2 separate regions of the Mus musculus genome follow, and region 1 is linked to region 2. Evidence: chromatin contacts called from public promoter capture Hi-C data. All regions are on one chromosome and are shown on one strand. The core of a region is the stretch at or near the end of the contact, and the rest is flanking DNA. Distances in the headings are between cores, read along the strand shown.

What was found. Promoter capture Hi-C pulls out the DNA fragments that hold promoters and counts their contacts.
Region 1: a promoter capture Hi-C map of second pharyngeal arch cranial neural crest shows a contact between it and region 2, with 3 times the contacts expected there. The contact joins the promoter of Cdkn2a here to the enhancer-like site in region 2. A contact is called at or near these places in 5 of 39 promoter capture datasets (the 3T3-L1 cell line, cranial neural crest, frontonasal cranial neural crest and 2 more), 10 of 484 Hi-C or Micro-C datasets (cerebellum, cortical neurons, embryonic fibroblasts and 4 more), 3 of 115 datasets of contacts at active chromatin or transcription factors (extraembryonic endoderm stem cells, neural tube and pancreatic cancer cells) and 1 of 9 other capture datasets (pancreatic islet).

What each region holds. Positions count from the first base shown.
Region 1 is chr4:89,280,845-89,285,661 of GRCm38.p6, forward strand. It overlaps Cdkn2a (cyclin dependent kinase inhibitor 2A), which reads right to left and starts at 1,348. Exons shown (of 3, transcript NM_001040654.1): 1 at 1,142-1,348. The coding sequence starts at 1,267.
Region 2 is chr4:88,936,651-88,942,196 of GRCm38.p6, forward strand. Gm49890 (predicted gene, 49890) reads right to left here and starts at 5,392. Exons shown (of 3, transcript NR_132735.1): 1 at 5,347-5,392. Within about 2 kb of position 1,296, at least 144 of the 459 cell types and tissues checked have an H3K27ac peak or open chromatin away from gene starts, as enhancers often do. A contact at or near this core is called in cortical neurons, embryonic fibroblasts, muscle stem cells and 5 more, where this site is marked.

The DNA.
Region 1 (4,817 bases), core at 98-2,597, 340 kb after region 2:
TTAGGGGGGAGGTGTTTCTATACAGGGTTTTCTCTATGTCATCCCTGCTGACCTAGAACTGAAAAGATTAGTTTGCCTCTGTCTCTTGATTCTGGGATTAAAAAACAAACAAACAAACACCCCCAAAAAAACCAGCCTGGCTTATTTTTCCTCTTCTCTTCTCTTCTCTTCTCTTCTCTTCTCTTCTCTTCTCTTCTCTTCTCTTCTCTTCTCTTCTCTTCTCTTCTCTCTTCTAGGCTTATCTCCCCTCCCCTCCCCTCCCCTCTCTCCTCCTCCTCCTCCTCCTCCTCTTCCTCCTCTCCTCTCCTCTCCTCTCCTCTCCTCCCCCCCCCCCAGCATTTCTGCCTGAACATCAAATGGGTTATGGCTCTGAAACCAAACCAACTTCCTCCTTCCCCGTTAAAACTATCTACCCAACTTTCTTAACTTTTCTGTATTCAATGAATACGGTCCTCTCTTACATATTTTAGGACTCCAAAGGCAAACTTCTCAGCAACTGGTAACACTGCAAATGTTAAACTGCAAACTATAGACACGTTATTTTAAAAGGTTCACATTTATCTCGCACAACCACCCAACCTGTCTAGAATCAAAGAGGTTTCCACGCTTGACTTGCAAATGATCTCAAGGTCCCAAACTCGTTTGTTTATTTTTATTCTGTGATTTAAAGTGTGTAAAATATAGTCTATGTTGCAGTTTCAGAAGGCACCTTCCAGCCTTTTTAGTCAAGTTGAAACCGATGTTCTTTTTCTTCAGCTTATTATGCACAGGCTCTGGAATGCACATTTGTTTCACGGGAATTTTCTTTGTTAGAGTTAGAAAGGATAGTTACAGACATTTCTAGGGCCAGGACTCCTTTTAGGCTGAAACTTAGTAATCTGGTAAAAGCAAGACCAGAATTAATCAGCTGACAGTAGATGGGAGAAACAAGACTTCTCAAAAATAAGACACTGAAAACTCGATGCCAAAATGGTTTCACTATAACAAGTTAGTTTAATGGGTGGCTCCGGTGGGCAGCAGCAACAACAAAAACAAACAAACAAACAAAAATATCTGGGGTATGCATTTCAAATGGTAATTGAAATGTTATCTCTTCCTGAACAAAAGTTACCCGACTGCAGATGGGACACTCCTTGCCTACCTGAATCGGGGTACGACCGAAAGAGTTCGGGGCGTTGGGCGAAACCCCGGCTTCCAGCAGTGCCCGCACGTCATGCACACGGCCCTGGGCCGCCGCCCTGGCCAGTCTGTCTGCAGCGGACTCCATGCTGCTCCAGATGGCTCTCCTCGAGTTCGCTTTCCTCGCGGAGATTCAGTGCCCGCCCAATCGCCCAGTCGTGTGACCAGTGGGTCCCTCCTTCCTTCCTCTGAGGATGGTGTGGGGGGGGGGGGGAGCCACACTCTGCTCCTGACCTGGCTCCACAGCCCGCCATAGGTGGCGCTATTTGCCCTGAATATAGCATGAATTGAACACCCCTGAAAACACTGCTGTTCCCCCCACCTCCGGATGGGGGAGGGGAAAGGGATGGAGCCCGGACTACAGAAGAGATGCAGGGTTCAGGAGGAGAGCTGGGCGTTGAAACAGCGCTAAAGGATCGGACAGCCCCCGCCTGCTACCCACGCTAACACCCCTCCCCCATGCCTGGTCACCCTTTGACACGCTGGGCTCCTTCTGGACCCGCACAGCAAAGAAGTGCACACGTGTCTTCTGAGAAAGTGAACTAGTCCTTCTCGAAATCTCTCCTTCCTCCCCAGTGCAACACCCAGGTATTAGAAAAACGAAGGAGGGTAATTTTCATCACTACACTGAAACTTAAGGTATTTAACATCTTAGCAGAAAATTGTGTCATCTTTTATTCAGAAGAAAGAGCTACAACTTCGCCAAGCTGAGATCCCAACAACCCTAGCTCAAACAACTCATTTTGGAGGGTACCACGCCCAGTATGAAATCCGAATCTTTGCGAAGGATTTGCAGAAACATTTCTGATGTTGCTGTATCAGTGCTAGGATTCTGTACACAACTATAAAAAAGTGACGGGGTGAAGTCATCGGAGGGCAATCTGCTTATAAAGTATTTCTATTTTATGGGGCTGTTGTTTGTTTAAATGAGTTGGTGTGCTGCGCATAAACGTTGCACCGGTTTAAATTGTTCGTTAAAAACGTCTTTGCAATCTTGTGAGGCAGGAAGAAGAACACGCTTTGGGCAGAGTTACCAGTACTGGACAGAAGGGAGGATTTAAAAAGACAGTCCTCACCAGAAAGGCAATGGCCCTTTCTTCCACTCCTGGAACTCAGCATAAACTCAGAACTCTGTCTCCCTTCTGCCTCCTGGGTGCCAGGATTAAAGGCCTGGCATTATTTTCTGCAGATTTTGAATAATTTTCTCTCCCCATATTCTTTATATGGCCACAGCTATTTTTGACTTTGTATGTGTGTGGTGAGAATGTCAGTCATATCCTGTGGACACAAAACTACAGACAGACAGAGAACTGACCCCTCATTTACCAACTCCACGAATTCAAATGTGTGGGGGGGGGGGAGGGAGAGGGAGGGAGAGAGGAGGGGGAGAGGGAGGGAGGGGGAGGGAGAGAGAGACAGAGAGAGAGAGAGAGAGAGAGAGAGAGAGAGAGAGGAGACACACACACACACACACACACACACACACACACACAGAGACAGAGACAGACAGAGACAGAGAGAAAGAAAGGAGAGTCTCACCTTATATTATACCCCAGGTTGGCCCTGCTTCTGTCTCTTTAACTGCTGGGATTAGAAGCTGCTACCAAGCAAGCTGAGTTTAGTTTAAATAAACTATGTAAATTTTCTGAGGCTTTGTTCTCTCTCCTCAGGTTTAAGTAAATTATGTAAACTTCTTGAGGTCTGTAAGGAAAATAAAATTCACCTAGAAAAGGCCATTTTGGAGAGTAATGAATATTCTGTGAAAATCCAGGTATATAGCGGGTTTTCAATAAATAAAAATTATTTTGGAACACATACATGTTCTCTCATGTTAGTGATAGAGAATATTAAAAGTCAATTTTCTCTTTGCCCTAACTCATAACTGTGTATTCCTGCAGAAGTTATAAGAATCAATAAGTAATCTCCCTTCTACTAGTTGCGATTAATTTTCTTTTTGAGGATTCAACCCTCTAAAAGCATCACTGTGGTCGCAAAAGTTCCTGTGTTCTAACAAAATAACTTTCAGAAAAAACCTAGTCATTAGATTAAGGGAAGTGACTCTGGGGTGGGTCGCTGTGTCCAGTGTTTCCTCTGCTCTGTAGCCTACCACTTTTTCTTTGACTGTATTTCAAGAGAAAATTCGTATTCCAGGATGGCCCTGGGAAAATTAGGTTAAACAGGGGAACGGAGAGTTTATCCCTGATACTGGTTTATGTCTACCCCTTTATAAAGTCCCTTATGGAGTCGATTTTCCTTTAAAAATAAGTGTTGCCCTCTGATTGTTAACTGGAAGGAAAAATGGTGTATTGTGCATTTGTGTGTCTGGAACCTCAATTCTGAATAACTTCTTCAAAGGAGTTATAAGTTACCATAAATGACTCAAATGTCACATTCAAGACATTGTGAGGGGTTTGAAAATGACTTTAACACCACACACACACACACACACACACACACACACACACACACTTTTAAAACAATATTTAAAAACTGCTTTGAGTAAATTGCAGGGCTTTCCGTAGAAATCACTATACTAGGTCATTGAAATTGTTTGAGATCAAAGATAGATTAATAACAATACTTTTTGGTTTTAAAAACTACACTGATTTCCTACTACAGAAAAATACAGATATTATTATCCAGGTAGTACATGCTTTCATACAGGGGATCTATGCAGATGTAGCTATAAAAGCAGTGACTTTACACTAATTTTCATAGGGCATCTATGTCAGATTTGGCTAGGGAGTTGGTTGTTAGATGTATCCTACTTGGATGTTTGCAGGGTGTCTGACATCCTCTACCTACTTCTATATGTCATTATATAAATACCGCAAACTGCTGCCTTGGGCTTACAGCTAAAAAATAAAATAAATAAATAAATAAAATGGAATCAGAGAAATCCCTGCTGCTCCAAAACCACAACAGCTAGGAAGGAAAAGGAAATGATCCCAGGAAGTCAAAGGAAATGATCCCAGGAAGTCAAAGGAAATGATCCCAGGAAGGAAAAGGAAATGATCCCAGGAAGGAAAAGGAAATGATCCCAGGAAGGAAAAGGAAATGATCCCAGGAAGTCAAAGGAAACGATCCCAGGAAGGAAAAGGAAATGATCCCAGGAAGTCAAAGGAAACGATCCCAGGAAGGAAAAGGAAATGATCCCAGGAAGTCAAAGGAAACGATCCCAGGAAGGAAAAGGAAATGATCCCAGGAAGTCAAAGGAAACGATCCCAGGAAGGAAAAGGAAATGATCCCAGGAAGTCAAAGGAAACGATCCCAGGAAGGAAAAGGAAATGATCCCAGGAAGGAAAAGGAAATGATCCCAGGAAGTCAAAGGAAACGGATGTGATCCCAGGAAGTCAAAGGAAATGATCCCAGGAAGTCAAAGGAAATGATCCCAGGAAGTCAAAGGAAATGATCCCAGGAAGTCAAAGGAAATGATCCCAGGAAGTCAAAGGAAACGGATGTGATCCCAGGAAGGAAAAGGAAATGATCCCAGGAAGGAAAAGGAAATGATCCCAGGAAGGAAAAGGAAATGATCCCAGGAAGTAAAAGGAAACGGATGTGATCCCAGGAAGTCAAGGGAAATGATCCCAGGAAGTCAAAGGAAATGATCCCAGGAAGTCAAAGGAAATGATCCCAGG
Region 2 (5,546 bases), core at 46-2,545:
ATGTTAGTAATCAGAGGTTACATTTTCGCCTTTTTACGTTTAAAGTTAAGAGCCCCCACAATGTTCAAATGATAAAAATACTTAGACACAAGTAATGCAATTGTGGCAATTACGAAGAATTTAATGTTTTCTAATCTCAAGGCGTCAATATTCCCAGCAAAACACATTTAACAAAAACCTATCACTGAAGAAAATTATTGTTAAAACAAATCAATTAATGTTCTATAAGTACCCTAAATAGTTAACAACGGTATTTAATATAGCTTCAGTTCTGGGGCAAATCAAGAAAAATGATTTCAAAATGAGGGGAAAATGATACACATTTCTTGTTCTCCATTTTTTTCCACTTCCATTTTTATAAAGATATTCAAATAGTAGATGTCTCATAGCTTTCGTCCTATAATAACCTATTTAAAACAAGCCGAGTCCACACTGTCCGTCAAGGATTTAGTCACTACTATGTACTCTTCAGAATTTATAAAACTTCAAGAGCCTTCTAGGCTCTTCTAGCTTTCAGGCTTCTTGCTCTCTCTCACATCAACCATGAAGGCAATACCTACGTATAAAATAAAGACCTAATATGATGTAAAAGAAAAGTTTCCAGAAGGCCCACCCCACCTCCAAAAAAAAGTCTATTAAACACGAATCAAAAATGCCTATTTGGGGACCCAACCTAGTTTTCAAGAGGCCCTGTACAAGTTACAAAGGAGAAAGGAAGCGAACTATATTACTTCCTTGGTGGGGGACAACCGCACAATATTATTTTAAGCCTTTTTTTTTTTGATGATAAAAATCAAAATAAAATACCTACGGAACTGCCTCTGGAGATACTGAACAATAACCAGAATGACAGTGGGAAACAACTTAAAAAGTTAGCTCCCCTCCAACCAAACACGAGAAACTCAATAAACCTAAAGTCGAGCGTCACTTTTAAATCACTTAAAACAAAAATCAAGTCAACCAAAACTTTCTCAAAACAAATGATAAAACTGAGCATTGTCGAAACTCCCGTTCACCAAGTATTTTAATCCACAGGTAATAAACTCCCGCAAAATAAATAAATAAATAAAAATAAAAAATTCGTGCCTACTTCCCCCTCTAATTCCACTTCAAAGGTGCCAGGATTTCAATGAGGAAGCTGAAAGACGGGATTCGGATTCCAGAAGCAGTCCCCAGGCAGGAGGGCCACAGCTCCAACCCTTGGTGCAGGTTGTGAGCCCCATTGCCTGTCCCTGTCCTTTAGCTCTTTAGGAGGCCACCTAAGCTTGTTTCGCTGCTCCCTACGCGGCCACTGCCTGGCTGAGGAAACCCTGCAGCAGCCGAGGAGCCGGCCCTTCCAAGGGAGGGTCACGGAGAGAAGGGGCAGGAGCTGACGAACATCCTTCATCCTTTTTCCACCATACGAGTACGAACTGAAAACAAGCGAATCCTCGGCTGTGGGGGTTCTCACCGCACGCCTCGTTTCTGTGCACTCCACCGGAGAAGCCCCCGGGAAGTTTCCAAAGCACCCAGAGTTTGAAATGGTGCGTGGGCAACGCGGGGACTCCCCAGCGGAGAGCGCTCCAGCACGCACGCCGCGCTCTGCTTCCCTGCGCGCTCGAGGATCGCGCGCGGCCCGAGCGTGTGGCCGAGCGCGGGTGGCTGTGCGGGACCGCGCCTCCGCTCCCCACGCGCGCCGCCGAGCCGCCTCGTCCCTCGGCTCCCACCAACCCCAGGGTGGCTCGCCGCGCGCCCGGGCCCGCTTACCTGCGGCCTCCACGCACCCCGCGCGCGCCTCTGCGTCCCGCGTTGTGCGCAGGTCGAAAGAAAGCGCCGCGGGCTGTGCCACCTCCGCGCGCCCACACCTGCCGCGCGGCCCGACGCCCCGCCCCGGCCCCGCCCCGACGGGACCGGCCGCGCCTCCGCCCGGCCAGCACCAGCTGCAGCCGGCGCAGCTCCCGAGCGCCGCGGCTAGGCAAGGTTCGCGACAGTCACCGCTGGGGCGGCAGCCACCGCGTGGCAACCTGCGCGAGCCCCGGCATTCTTGACCAGCAGGCCAGCGGCGATGCTGGCAGGGGTCTTCAGAAACCCTGGCGACTGGTGCAGCCCAGGGATCCAATGGCGTTCAAGCCGGAGGGGAGCTCTCCCATCCCTGGCATCCTGGTCTTGGCTGCCTTGAGGCCTTCCTGGACGTTTTTTTTCTGTACCCACCTGCTCCGGATCTTGTTCTTGAGCAGCCTGAGTGCTGCTCTCTGAATCTCTTTACTGGCGTTGCCTTTGTATGAATGCTCCCGTGCACTGCCCTGTCTCCAAGCACGTCATTTTTATTGTCCGATGAGATTCATGTTTAATACTAGAGCGTACAAGCAGAGACATGCGCTTTCCCAATCCTTTCCATGTAAGTTTCAATTACCTAAAAGGTAGAGGTTAGGTTGCCCATCTTGGAAATTCTCAAGCAAATACAGAATTATACACAGCAACATATTTTTTTTTCTGTAGTCTGCAAGCACAGCATGAGGCCTTTTACACTGATTTAAGAGGGTGGAAATTGTCTTTGTACAAGTAAATGCAATTACATTTTAGCAAAAGTCCCATTACCCACCAAGAAAAATTCTACAAGTGGGGTGAGGAAAGGAGACGAATAAAATTCATGGTGATGTTTAATTAATGATGAGATAACATCTCAGTGTAAAAAAAAAATCACATATTCAAACCAGGTGAAAATTACTCACCAGATGTTCCTTAATGAGGTGGTACTCATTTGCTTAGCCGACTACAGAAAAGACAAGCCAAATAGGGTTGATTTATTACACAAATTACACTAACATGCATATATATGAGCTTAAGACTTATGTGAGAAACTCGGGTTTAATTTTTCCTTATGAAGCAGGTGCATAAAATGTTTTTTTTTAATGCTCTCTCCTACACCCAAGTTATGTGTGTTAAGGTCGTGATGATTAATGGTTAACAGTGTTGAATGCACAATGGTAGGAACCATTACACTTCACCTGAAAATGGCTCTGACTCATGAACTCCATTTTGAAGAACTGAAAACTCTCAAGGTTGATCCACTACCTTGATCAAAAAATAAGAATCGGCAGTCAAACATGTCACTATTAAAGTAATTGTGAAGTTTTTTTGAAGTTAGCTTTAAAGTTTATAGTCTGAGTGCAGAGGGGGGAGAATCAAATACCCCCAAATCATGAAAAGCAAGCCTTAAAATGAGAATCTAGAAAGAGCTAAGTGTTTGTCTATCCATAGAAAACCCAAAAGCATGCTTTGAAGTGCAAAAATATTACTCTAATTTTATTTATTGAATCAGGATGTTGTCAAATGTAAGTGGCCATTTAAACATAATTCTTTTGGTGAAATGGGAAGGGGGGGTGGTAATATAAACCCGGCCAGGAAAGACTCAAACTCCAACAGAAAACCTAATAGATGAGCAACTACAGGCACTTCATTTATGGGACTTTTTTTCTTTAAGGTTTAAGCAGAAGTCTAAATTACTATTACAGATGAAACTGCTTAATGCTTATCTAAAATTATATAGCATGATACTTTGAATAGCAAATAATCAAAAAAAGATAATACATTTCAAATTATAAACATCAATGTAAAGAAAAACAAACATTTGTCTTTCAGGCTTTGATCCAGGCAGACAAGTTATTTGTCCCCCAAACAAATACATAATTTTGAACACCCAAGTGCTACACAAAGCATAGAAAAGAGGCCCCCTTCTCACCCATTAAAGTTCCGATGGGCTTGTGAACGGAACATAGCAAACAGTTTCAGTGTTGGCTGCTCACCCAACCCATTGGAAAGGTTGCCAGTTTCTTAGACTTTAAATATGATTTTTAAGAAATATTTCTTTTTAATGGGAAAAAAACCTAACAGGCAACATAACAGCTCTCTTCCCATAGTGTTCCCATCTGTTAAAACTAGACGGTGGCGGATGAATATCTGAGAGTATTCTCAAGTGTCGTACAGTTAAAGATAAGATGAAAGTAAATGGAAAAAAATATGTGATTAATAAAACAGTAAAGCTTTCAAAAACAAATGTGGTTCCTCATTTGTCCTTAGGAAACATAAAGTTTTCAGATGTTTAAAAGAATCTTCTTCTAGCTTTAATTTTTTTTGAAAGCTCCAATCCCATGCCTTTTATTTTTGATAGTATTAGGTGTAGAAGGAGGGGTGGGAGGAATGCATTTTGGGTTATGTGTGCAGTGAGACACGAATAACCCTAATGGAGACAGTGCGCACTCTTCACATGGGATAGCATGGGTAAATAGCAGCAAGCCAAGGCTGTCATCTGACACCATGTCCTTTATTCCATGCTGAGGTTTAGAATGTCACTTCATACAATAGTGTTGTTTTCTCTAAATATTCTATCTCACCTAATTTCCATACAGAAGAACAGTTAAGGAAATACATGAATTATTGAAATAAACTGAGTGAGGTAGAAAAAGAATCATATTTAAGTTTGTTTCTTAGATGGATTTTTATAGAAATGTGTTCAAAAGGTATTTGGTTCTATTCCATTTTACATAAAACGAGCCGTCTGGACAGCTCGGGTAAGGGAGCTTGCCTAGGGATCCAACTTTAATTCCTAGACCCACATGATGGAAGGAATGACCCACTCCTACCAGTTATCCTTTGACCTCCACCTGTATGCCACGGCTTGTACCTGTGCATGTACACACACACACACACACACACACACACACCCTTCGCAGGCTAAGTAGATAAATAAATATAATATTTTTAAAAATTGAAATGACATCTTTGGATCGCCTTTAGTTACATAAAATTTATCAAATGCTGTATCAGTTTCCAGAATCTTTCAGCCTTGCTCATCCAGCTCCCATTTTAGGAGCTGTCAGGAGACTTCTCTTTATTGAAAATGTAGTGAGTAACACCAGCTGCTCACACACAGTGGCTAACATGCACACGGCTCTGAATTTCTCTCACAAACAAATCTTTCTGATCCCGGGCCTTGCTCATCTTTGAATCATCGGTGTTTTGAATCCACAAAGGGTAACAATGAGAAGGAAGTAGTTCTCAACTGCAAACACACGAGGAAGCTTAGAATAGGTCTACACAGACTTGATATCAATTACTAACTGGGCTGTGACAGTGTAAGTTTTGGTACGATCTCACTCTGAGTTCATCTCTTGAAAGCAATATCATGATAGCTTCAGCCTGGCTCCGGGCTTCGGATGCAAATCATCATCACTCATTACTTATAATTTGCTTCACAACTTACAGAGACATCAGATGTTAAGTACCACAAAAGCAGAGAAACATTGAAACCCAGCTGTAATAAACGTAAGATCATTCCAAAGAAAAAAAGTCAGTTATTCTTCTTACCCAAACCCTGGTGATGGCTTCCCCGTCTGTTAGCTTTAGGTTACGTGAGTGATGACTGAGTGAGGTAAGGATATAGATGGGAGAGCATGGGAGGGGCTGCTGGGAAGGGCTTTGTGCAGTAGATGTGTAGGATTGGATCCACAGTTAGAGACTTCCCACTCACTAAGAGTGCACCACAGACTAGCAGCACTGGCCTCCCT